Regions from separate parts of the Mus musculus genome. Here region 1 is linked to region 2. A link is a contact called in public Hi-C data. All regions are on one chromosome and are shown on one strand. The core of a region is the stretch at or near the end of the contact, and the rest is flanking DNA. Distances in the headings are between cores, read along the strand shown.

Evidence for each region. Hi-C and Micro-C count contacts between places; a contact is called where the count stands out from the background.
Region 1: a contact with region 2 is called in a Hi-C map of cerebellum, with 2.3 times the contacts expected there. The contact joins two enhancer-like sites. A contact is called at or near these places in 2 of 15 datasets of contacts at CTCF or cohesin (both in embryonic stem cells), 12 of 484 Hi-C or Micro-C datasets (cerebellum, embryonic stem cells and trophoblast stem cells), 3 of 115 datasets of contacts at active chromatin or transcription factors (all in embryonic stem cells) and 1 of 9 other capture datasets (embryonic stem cells).

What each region holds. Positions count from the first base shown.
Region 1 is chr17:5,208,703-5,214,286 of GRCm38.p6, reverse strand. All of the region lies in intron 4 of Arid1b (AT rich interactive domain 1B (SWI-like)), which reads right to left. Gm34854 (a long non-coding RNA gene) reads left to right here. Exons shown (of 3, transcript XR_876354.3): 1 at 1-469; 2 at 660-1,497. Among named protein-coding and RNA genes, the nearest start is that of Gm34854, 13 kb to the left of the region's middle. Within about 2 kb of position 2,051, at least 80 of the 459 cell types and tissues checked have an H3K27ac peak or open chromatin away from gene starts, as enhancers often do. A contact at or near this core is called in cerebellum, where this site is marked.
Region 2 is chr17:5,055,207-5,061,255 of GRCm38.p6, reverse strand. The region is part of intron 2 of Arid1b (AT rich interactive domain 1B (SWI-like)); the gene reads right to left. Among named protein-coding and RNA genes, the nearest start is that of Arid1b, 63 kb to the right of the region's middle. Within about 2 kb of position 2,670, at least 126 of the 459 cell types and tissues checked have an H3K27ac peak or open chromatin away from gene starts, as enhancers often do. A contact at or near this core is called in cerebellum, where this site is marked.

The sequences.
Region 1 (5,584 bases), core at 802-3,301, 150 kb before region 2:
GAACTCAAAAAAGTCCAAATTTAAGAGAAAAACTGGGAAAGATTCAGGCACAAGGTTGCAGCCTTTGATAGTTCTTGAGTGGGGAGAGGAAGGAGGGGAGGCCACCTGAGCAGCCTGGATTTCTTTTGAGTACAACAGGAAGCAGGTTACTGACAGGGAAGAACACTCAATTTGGAACACTAGTCCCGATTCCCAGGGCAGCTGTGATGTTTGCTTTCTGAAATGTGGCACTTTCATTAGGTACAACTCAAGTTTTCATTTTTTGGTATAAATTGCTGTTCACTGCAGCTCTGTTCATTTAATCCTAAATTCCCTGAGGCTATGCAAATGTTGATTTCCTTTATGTCTTCTATTCTCACAATGTTCTGTTCTGGAGCTACAAGAGTCCATTGTAGAATCGATAGAAAGTATCCAGATTGAAGCTTTACTTTGTTCCTGATCAAATGTGAAAAATAAAACAAGCAAGCAAGTAAGTAACAATAACAAGAGAGGGAGGGAGGGAGGAAGAGGAAGAGAGGAAGAAAGGGAGGGAGAGAGGAAGGGAGGGAGGGAGGAAGAGGAAGAGAGGGAGAAAGGGAGGGAGAGAGGGAGGGAGGGAGAGGGATGCCAACTGTATTGGAGGAAGGTAATCACCCAGAAACCGTCAATCTGTCTGGCAGAATGCAGCACTGTCATTCGGATGTTTCCATACAGAAACCCATGCACACCTCAGAGCTGGGTTTACATCGAGCTCTTGGTCAGTGCTGCTGAGTCGGCAGACAGTGAAGCTTGGCTGGCTGGAGAGAATTCAACCATGGACAAAACTTCGCCACCTTCATTTCACAGAAAACCAGCGTGTGCCCCCACCCTCCCGTCCCATATTCCCTCTGACCATCCACAAGATCAAACTGCAGTTTCGTGTGGGGTGAGGACATTTTCATACACTGTTGTTTGGTGTGTTACATGATTTGCCTGGAAGCCAGCGTGTGCAAGGCCTGTCTTCACTGTGAACCACCCTCTTCTGCAAACTGCTGCTCAGGCTGTGTCTGCCACATCATTTTCTATTAACTGAACATGACTATAACAAAGCAAACACCAACACTGTATGAATAACCATGAAGGCACCAAGATAATACATTTAAGTACTGTGGAGAAACGTGGGCAGAAGACTACCGTGGATGTGACAATGGGAAACAGCACGAAAAAGGAAATTAACGCTCTTTTCTGTGTTTCCAGAAAATGCCAATGCCTAACTGGCTCATGAGAGACACCACCGAGTGCCCCAGGTCTGTCTGTACACTCTCACTAATTATAGTATTACGTTCTCTTGGCATTATAGACACTCATTCCTCTTGTCTCCTGGCCTGCTTCGATTCAGAAACAGGCATATAGAATGTATGTGCTTTGAGCCTTATACATTCGCGTCGAAAGATTCGAATCCAGAAACACTGCATATTCCCTTAGCAGGAGCTGAAACTAGATTTAAGGGATCACAAATCACCAATGTCACCATCTAAGGTAAAGATGATTCTACAATTGTCTCTGCTTAACAGAATGGCTTGTCTACTCTCACTCTGCTGATTATTTACTCAACTCTAAGGTACACTTTTATTTGTGTTTGAATTGATAAAGCAAGATGCTGGAAGACCCCAGCGCCTGTGCTCATTTCTAGTTGCTGCCTTAGTTTAAGGCACAATTTCCTTTATTTCACTTTTCCACAAGCCATAAAAAAAACTCATTTCTAATTCATCCGTTCGTTCAGCTTAACCTCTCTTCTCAGCAATTAAAGCACTCTGCGCATCCCTCATCTATCACACAGCCAGCTAAATAATGCATTGCGTCCTCCGCTCATCTTTTATCATCCCAAATGACAGGTATTAGCATATCTCCCCAGTCAATTACAGTGCAGCAGAATAATCACAGCATAATTGGGCGAAAGCCACTCTAATCACCAGCCCTGCAAATGCTCAGAATAAAAACTGAGTGGCAGTTCAGACAGGCCTTGCTCTTGTCCGTGACTCCAGCCAACAAGCCTGGCAGCTCTCCATTTCCTTCCTTTCAGCGCTTACCCTTTGGGGAGGTCAAGTTCTCCAACGCATCCTCTGTACAGAAGAAAATGCGTGTGCGTTACACTGCATACGGTAAACGTTTCCATAGCTGATCAGAAAGCAAAACCTATTTCGTGAGAGTGATGTCAGCAGGTGTTTTGGGTTCTGGCTGAGCTTAATTTCTATAAAGGTTATTATTGTCAGAATTGCAGGCCTTTGAGTATCCACACAGTAAAGAAATACTTTTTTTCATCTCAAATAATCAGGATTCCTCAGTTTCTTCCTAGATGGCTGATTTATCATGGGTATATATGCCTCAAGTCTGACGACTGCTGTTATTCTTGCAGGAGCATATGAAGTAATTCCCCAAGATTCTCACCATTAGCCACTGCTCACATACTCAGATGAGCAAAGAAGCTGTACTTGGGAGAGGGAAGACACGAGGATGCTTGGGGGAAAGGAACCAACTTAAGGCACAGTAGACATAGGCACACAAATCACCCATACAAGCTCTGAGAAGTCTCATCGTCTTTAGAACACTTGCTAAAATATACCATGTCTCACACAGACTACTCAGTCAAAGCTATATTTAATTCTCATTTAATAATGTGTATTTGCTCACTATTTCATTTATCCCCCCTTCCCCATGACAAGCAGCAGAAGCAATTCTGGAATGGACATTACCTTGCAGGAGAGGTGGGGGACTTGAGCTTTTTTTTTTTAAAGAAAGGACATGACTTGCTAGGGAGCACTCTTGCTAGGGAGCACTCAGGCCATTGATTTAAACAGCAGAACGTAGCTGCAGGGACAAGACAGAGTTTCCATACAGTTTAGTGAACTGAGCCACAAGGAGGCCAAGCCCAGCCATGTCAGGATGTGTCTGCCCTTCCACATGTTCCTCATTCATAGTCCAGATCTAAACTCTCACACAGCCAACAGCAAAGTGAACAGCACACAGGAAGAGCGCACCTGAGCTGGCAGCCCATGGTGGGCACGGAGTGTAATGTTGTGTCTTGGCCCACACCCTGGCTTTCATAACAGTTCTATCAGCGGTGGCCGAGATGCACCAGATCTCAGTGAAATGCACACAGATGACAACAGGGTGAGCAGGGCTCACTCGTCACTTGTTCACAGTTGCCAGTTTCCAAACACCAGCCTGCGACACATCCAGCATGAGCACACCACAGTAATCACACAAGATGGAGAAGCCAACCGCTAAAAAGAATTAAAGCAGACTCAGGGAAAGAGAGAGTCCCCAGACCTTTTCTCACTTCCTCAAATACTTTTATGTTCATTATAAAATGCTTTCTCTGTATTATTGCTTCAAGAACTTTACTGGCCTATGTTCGAAGTGTACCCCCACAGGAAGCAATACTTCAGTTGTAAAATGCTAATTTTTTCATATTTGGGAATAATTTTTATAAGGATTGATCAGAGGCACATCTGATATATAAGTATTAATTCAATAAGTCATTCCTAAGCCCGCTCAAATTTGACTTTAAAACCGTCCACTAATATAGTCTTTAATTCATCTTACTGTTCAACTTGGCTTCAAGGATTTTCCAACATATTGGCTCTTTCAACACCAGCCACTTTGACATTCTCAACTGACTTGAAAAACTGACACAGCTTGGGAAGAAGCCAAACTGCAGTCATGGGGAAGGGAGGAGAACAGCTTCACCATAGAGAAACAGCTGGTTTCAGCTTGGTACTGGAGAGACGCTAAAAGACGCACAATATTGGCTCCCATCTTCTCCAGGATCTTCCCTTCTCCTGCCTTGCAGCACAGAAAGCAGCCTGGTGATGTAACTGGCGTGGTCATAGCAATGCTATTAATAGCAATGCTATTAATCAGGGACCTCTCCACTGAAACCCACCCCCAGTTGTGTAAGACCAACAAGTAAGTGTGACAGAAGATACATGTTGTTATTGTCACTAGAAAATCAAGCCCTCAAAACATACTGCCAAGATCATGTCCCCAGGGAAAGCCAGAGTCGGTCAGCCTCTAACTACATGAGGGATAGGCCTACCTCCACCACTGCCCCCTCCCCATGAAAAGACCTCATTGGTCAAAGGCGCACTTGCATCATGGTACCCAGGAGACTCAGGATAGGTATATCAAATGCCTGCCACCTACCAGACCGGGAAAGAAAATCCTCTGAGAAAGGGAATTTACACCACACAAGAACCACTTGGTCAAGCTAGCTCTGACTTCTTGCATATTGTGGATAGATACAGCATACATCTTTGACTAACCTGAGCCATCTACTGGGTAGTTTCCTGCCACACCAAACCTGCACACAACTGGTGATGCCCCAGTACTTCAAAACTGCACACATATCTGGGATGAACAATTTAAGAATTATTCCACTGTTTGCTGGCTCGAAACCGTCGATGGGAGGCTTAATACACTAGGTGGAGCGTGCCAAATTACCAACACCGGACAACTGACAATTCTAAGATGCAGTTTAATGTGAAGATTCTCGACTTGGAGAACCAAGAGCTAAGAACTTTGGAGCAGGGATGTGGGTTCTTGCCTGCCTTTGTTACTAGAGAGGACACAGGGTCAGCGGCTTGACCTCTCGGCCTTCATGGTGGAAAAACTCAGAATAATATTTTCGGTTACTCTTCTCTGAGGGGGAAAAATAACTGAGCAAGACTCTAGAATCAGTCAAGGCAGCTTTTAAGACATTTGGAAAGGAGATAGGGGTGGCAGAAAATGAAATTCCTATACTGTTCTCTCTTAAAATGCCTTGCCTGACTTTATTGAATAAGATGTCTTTGGGGTGAGGGGGAATAGACAGAGACAGACAGAGACAGTTAAACTCCTAGACAAGTAGTCTTTATTGTGAGTTAGCAGGCAAAACTCTTTACTCCATATGTAATACAAATCCCGAAATTAGGTCTAAGGTCTTTCAGACATTCCCTCATGGTGTCCCTCAAGGCTTACCAGACAGTGTCATCCCAGCACTTGGGAGGCAGAGGCAGAAAGAAGGCCTGCAATCAAGGCAAGCCTGGTCTACACAGCCAGGGAAAGGTCAAGGCTAGCCTGGTCTACATAGCCAGGGCTACATTGTAAGACCTTGTCTCAAAAATTAAAATCAAAACATCTTATGTCACTTAGCTGAGACTTAGTTTTTTTATGATATTTATTTATTTATTATATGTGAGTACACTGTAGTTATCTTCAGACACTCCAGAATAGGAAGTCAGATTTCATTACAGATGATTGTGAACCACCATTTGGTTGCTGGAATTTGAACTCAGGACCTTTGGAAGAGCAGTCAGTGCGCTTAACCACTGAGCCATCTCCCTAGCCCTATGGTCTTTTTTTTTTTTTTTTAAGAATCAGCTGTTTTCTCAGCTGATGTATTGGCAATGTTCAAGTGGGGATAAGTTGCCCTTGGTCCACTTTCTAACATTTTCTAACAAGTATGTCTCTTACCCTCTGAATTTCAAATAAGTTGGCTTTCAGAATTTGTGTTTTTTCTACATTTTACATTCATGCCTTCCTATAAAGTCAGAGTTGAAAAGTAGGCTGAGATAGCCCCTAACAA
Region 2 (6,049 bases), core at 1,421-3,920:
AAAGCAGGCAAAGAATAACCTCTAAGGAGTGTCTTAAGATTTACAGTCAACAGCACAGATTACAAAACAGAGAAAACATGCTCAGAACACACAGGCTATGTTTATAGTCTATGAATTGGGTATTACAAAATACAGGTAAATTTTAAACTTTCTGAGTGAAGGCAGACAGATCAAAGGCCAAATGGAAAACAGGAGACCACACAAGATATTCCACTCCCAAGCTAAGCAGTCCCAGGAAGCCCCCAAGTGAGGTCACTTGCTGCCAGTGGCACTTTCCTGTGACCCAGGAAAGAACACTTTTTAAAAGCAACAGGAGGGCGGATGCTCCATTCTTCTGCTTTGATTGTTTTCTGATCATGGGCTAGGTGGCCTCTTTTCACTTCTAGGAAATTCCCTTAAAGGAAGAGCTCGTGATCCTTAAAGCTGCCAGCTCTCCTCCACCACCTCCTGTAGCAGCAGTGAAATCAGTCCCCTCATGCTGGCCTGAACACAGCAATCCACACAAAGGCCTGCCGTGCAGCCTACACAAAATGGGAGAGAGGAGCACACAGCAAACACACAGGTGCACTAGCCAGGGAGGAAACCACAGCACAGGGGCACAGCACTGTGCTGTGTTATTCACGGCTACACACATACATACACACACACACACTTACTTTATCTCTGAAAAATGGGGTCTTACTTTTGCATTAAGCAGTTACATTCTTATATATTTTACAGAATTACTTTAAAACGGGTGGGCGGGGAGATAAGGAGAGAAAAGAGCACAAGTGTCCTCCATCCCCAGCAAAGGTAGAGTTCGAGGCTCTCCCCACCTACATGGCCTATTCCAACATGCCTTCCAAAGGGCTCTGACTCAGAACCTCAGCAAACCCCTCCACATAAGTTCCCATCTTAGTGGACTCCCACCCTACAAATGAAGAGATCGCAGCACTGATCCACAAAGCCCCTTACATTTAGCAGCCGATCCCAAGGAAGAAAAGCATCCATATTTTGTTAACGTTCAGTCCAACGTGAGAATGCTACAGTCCAAGATCAGCCAAAGAGCTCTAATAAAAACACATCGATTCACATTGGCCAGGCCAAAACGGTCTGCTATAGTGTGCTCAAACACCCTCGCCATGTCCACCCCTCTGCCCAACAGTTTCCATTTCCAAAGAAGGAAGCAAGTAAGTGCTCCTAGTGAGAGCTGATTCTGTGCACTGGGCCAACTTCAGAACGAACGAGCAGGATCTTTCCCGCATGGGCTAAGAAGTGGGGCAAGCTCGAGTCTGCCATGCAGGGCCATAGCCAGGGCTACCCATTAAAGTCTGCCAGAAAATAGTCTTCAATTCCAGGAGGTGACTACCTGCTATGGCCAACATAAAGACCCAAGTTCAAATCCCCAGCATCTACAAGAAAAGTGAGAAACAGCTCTGCTCACCTGTGACCCCAGCACTGGGGGCAGAGACTGGAAGATCCTAGAGATTTGGTGGCCAGGCAGCCTAGAGAAAGTAATGTGCACCTGTTTGCTGACAGACCCTGTCTCAAGGCAACAAGGCCAACAGAGGCCTCCATGTGCCCACACACTGACATGCCTGCACCACACTCAGGACACACACAAACATAAATTAAATGTAAAGAATACTTAAAATTGCAAAGGACCTCACTTTGTGTAAAAACATCCCAAGAATGTCACAAGGCATGTGGCCGTGAGGCCTTGGGAAGAACAGTGCAAAAGAACGCTTTAGTGCATCTTCATCTGAGAAAGCACGTGAATTGCCTCCCCTTGTCAATCACTGTCAGGGCCAATGACATGCTTGTCCCTTCCTTGGGGTCCACCCGACTGTGACAATCGGCTTATCAATCATACGCCATAAGCGCTTTAGCCACTCCCTCCCCACAAGACACACATGGATGCTTGCCTCTCCCAGAAGACACCTCTCCAGGGGCAGACACCTCACTTCTTCTGAAGTGCCCCAGGTCTTGAACTGGGCCACCCATTGACCCACATACTGCAGGGAACAGCCTGAACAGCATTCACAATGAAGACTCCACAGCACTGTTCCTCACTGTACGGATGTCTAATAGCACAAGCAGGCGATGAGTCTGCCTTGCCTCCTTTAGCCCTGGCATGCTAGTATGTAAAACAGCACCCAGAAGAGGGAGGGAGACAGAAAACAGCTTCCTAGGTGCTGCTGTGGGGAGGAAGAAACAAATGGATACCTTCAGAACAATCTAATCAATAATTCATAACAAAAAATGTAAAGCAGTGTGCACACTCCCGAGGATATTCTGGACATAGTTTAAGAAAAATCCTACTGGACATAAAACTCTAAAAACAAAGACTAAATGTCCCAAGTTGTTGACATTTAATAAATATGTCCAGGAACCCAGTGCCCAATTAATTAGTTAAAGTATAAGTAGTTAGGCATAGAAGTTTCTCTCTAACAGATGGTATAACAGGCTTCAAAGGGGAAAGGAAATTAAACTCTAAAGTTGGCTCTCTATGGCTACTCTAACAAACATCAGACCAAAAGAAAGATGCGCGTGGAGGGCCAGCATCAGCTGTCTCTTCCTTAGAACAACAAAACCAGAACAGCCAGGCAGCAGGGCCTCCCCACACTGTGCACCCCCTCTGCTGAGCTCCATTCCCAGGCCAGAGCAGGATATAAAAAGCCTGGCCTCGTGCCAGCTGCCAAGACCACACACACCCAGTATTTTTAACTTAAGGAGGCCTAAGGATCAGGCCACCAGGAGGGCACCAGGAATGTACACAGAAGCTTAGCAACCTCCAGCCAGGATGGCGGTCTGCAGCCGAGCTCTGCAGCGGAGCTCTTTCCCAGCTCCCTGCTTGATTCCGGACCTGCTCTAACAGTGGCAGAGCTGTGAGAGACAGCATCTTGAAAGCTGATAAGAGTGAGTAGATGGTTCACGCTGAAAGAGCACGCAGGGTTTCAAAGACCATATGCAAAGCTCTGTAAACAGCAGCAGGAATGCTAAATACTGGCCGGCAGGCCGGCAGGCCGGGGAAGCTGGACTCTTTATTTTTCATTCCTGACACAGAAGGATACAAAGTTGACTTGTTATAATTGCTCTAACAGTTTGCTGTTGTTGTTTTTAGTTTCACACTGGTCTTGGCACTGGGCCACACATACAGATACTATGAAGCTGTGCCTGTAGATAAAATTCCTGATTGCCCTACTACAGTTAACTTATTTTCTGGGTTGCTTAATAAGTATGAATCAGAAGGTTCTTTTTCCATTCTGTTCTCTATTGCTAAAAATTGCATTAAACACAAACTTTAGTAAAAAAAAAAAAAAAAAAAAACCTTTTGCCTGTGATACATGCCATTCTGTCTTTCTCTGAGGAGTGAGGCTAGCCATATCTGTTAGATTGTTAGTATCAATTATGAAAACATGATTATCTTCCAATAGGAGTAGGTGGAGACCAGCAAGGCAGGGCTTCAATCAAGGAGCCTGCAGCTTCCAGCATCAGGGAGAGCATCAGCAGGCAGCAGGCAGAGCTGCAGCCCTGAGGGTCTACTCCCACCACAGAGAGTATCCTCTGGGCCCAGCCTGTGGCCCTTGCCTTCCTGTGGTGCTGCTCTGCTAACCCTTGTCCCAGTTCACCTTAAAACTGTCCCTTCCCACCATCCCTCACAGCAGCCCCCCTCACAGGCACTCAGCAACCCTAGCCTGGCCTCCTGTGGATGGGCAGAGAACCCACTGGCCTAGAGGCTGTCCTCCCAGCCCTACCCTGCACACCCGAGGGAGCAATCACTCTGAAAGCACTGCCTCAGTACCACGAACTTTCTCCTGGCTAATCTACACAGAGACAGCCCCACCTCACACAGCTCCTCAGGCCAGGGCCCTGCCAACAATCGACCCCGCAGATACTTATCTCCTGAAGTCCCCTCTGGTCTTAATGCACACACTTCTGGAGCCAGAGTGTTACCAGGTGGCACACTGAAACCCAAACATGTAGACAACAGTTTGTAAGAGAAGCTCTTACTAAAAATGTCTCTACAGGTTTCCATAAACAGATCAAGGCTCCTGTTTATAACTATGTATGGACCCCCACGGAAGGAACAATGAAAAGGTAAAAGTCTAAATCTGTGAGGGCAGAGAAAACATGAGCTGGGGTAGCAGCAGGCAAGAGGTCAAAGAATTTTTGGAAGGAGAAAAGCAGAGAGACAAGCGATAATTAATGTTTTAATTTGTTCTAGGTGAGAGGATAAGAAGCAAGCTAATTAAAGCACGAAACCCCAAAGACTCAGGAATCAGGGTGGTGGGAGCTGGACAGAAAGACCTGCAATGAGGAACACAGAGCCCCCTTCCCTGTCCTCACCTCAGGCAGAGGAGGACTGCCATCTGGAGGGCCAGCAGGAGAGGAGCCATGGAAACAGTGTGGCGGGGAGGGACACAGCAGACCCCCCTCTCTGAGAGCAATGGATACCTTAGTGGGAGAAGCATGCAGACAACACAAGAGGGGCCTCAAAGAAAATGGCTCAACTCCCACTCCGTCATCTAGTCCACCAGGGCAACTGGTCAACCAAGGACACAGAACTTTCTCTTTGAAAGTAGAACCTTACAGTCACCGGTTTCTAAAGCTGTGTAAAGGCAGATGAACTGCTGTCTTCCTGAAATGATGATATCAGAAAAGTTTGTGAAGAAAAACAAGTCTATACATAGTGAAACTGTGAAAAAGAAAAAAGTAAATACAGCCCCTAACAGGACGGAGGGGAGATTAACAATACCTGCCAAGAAATAGGGGGAAAGATAAACAGGTGACGAGTGGGGGATAATGTGAAAGTAAGGAGTTAATTAACCCAGGGTTAACCAATAAAACTTCCAAGGGTCACAAAGGAAACTATGATGTGACATTAGCAAAGAAAATACCCACTCACCTGCCAACCACACACACACACACACACACACACACACACACACACACACACACGGTTAACATTAGATGAGTCTAGAAAAACAAGCGGGAAAAGACAAATTTCAATTCAACACATCTGAAGTCTCCAGAGAAGGAAAAAGGAAGGCAACATACAAAGGACGAAGGCCTGGACACCTCCACAGACGCCCTGCGGGACACACAGACGGGGAGATAGAGGCTTCAGGGTAGATTATTGCCAACCTCCACATCTATGTGCTCAAGCAAAGCCACCTGACCCTCTGATACTGGGGACACTGGGGACACTGATCCCCACCACCACCACGCCTTTCAAAGAAGCTTCTCCAGGGGTGTGCCCCCCAAAAAAGGGACACACAAAACCCATGCATGGCTCTCAGTGGACAAAGGACTTAAAAAACTAAGAAAGGACTTGGATGCCACCTACTCACAGACACACAGGATGCCAGCACCGTCCGTGAACCCACTGGTCGAGTGGCCCAGGAGAAGTCCACTCCACTTGCTGATATACCACAAGAAACTAAGTTAATTGAGTTTGTCCCTGCTGCCATAGGCTGTATTAGTTCTGGATTCCGAAGTACAGACAGCAGCTTTCAGATCCTCAAAGAACAAAGAGATGCTCACCATGACCATGAGAAACGTTCTCCTCTGTCCAACTGACTGGCCCCACCACACTCAAGGGGCTTGGAGCTGGGCTGCAGCCGGTGCCTACATCTGAAGTGATGACACTATCATCAAGGCCAGCAAACAGGAAGCTGAGCCTGTGGAACACACGGACAGCCTTGAGTCCTACACAGCTGGACTCACATGAACACTGATGGCTGAATTACGTGACAGAAATGGCAGAGAAGGCAAGAGGAAGAAAGGGAACCTGGTGCCAAAAAGAGGACGTTTTCCCTCATACTGGAGTTTCTTTGTATATTTCCACAACATTTACCTCATCTTAAACGCCAGCCCAAACTGGAGAGCACTGACAGCACGCTCTGGGCGCTGCCTTAGATTTCTGTCAGGGTCCCATTGCCCAATGCGAAACTCATCAGCACTGAAGCCCATAGTGTTAAGTGGGAATTCTCTGCTTGACTGTCATAGAGGCACCATGGCTCTCTGACGCAGGCCCAGTTCAACATCATTTCTCAGGTGGAAGAAA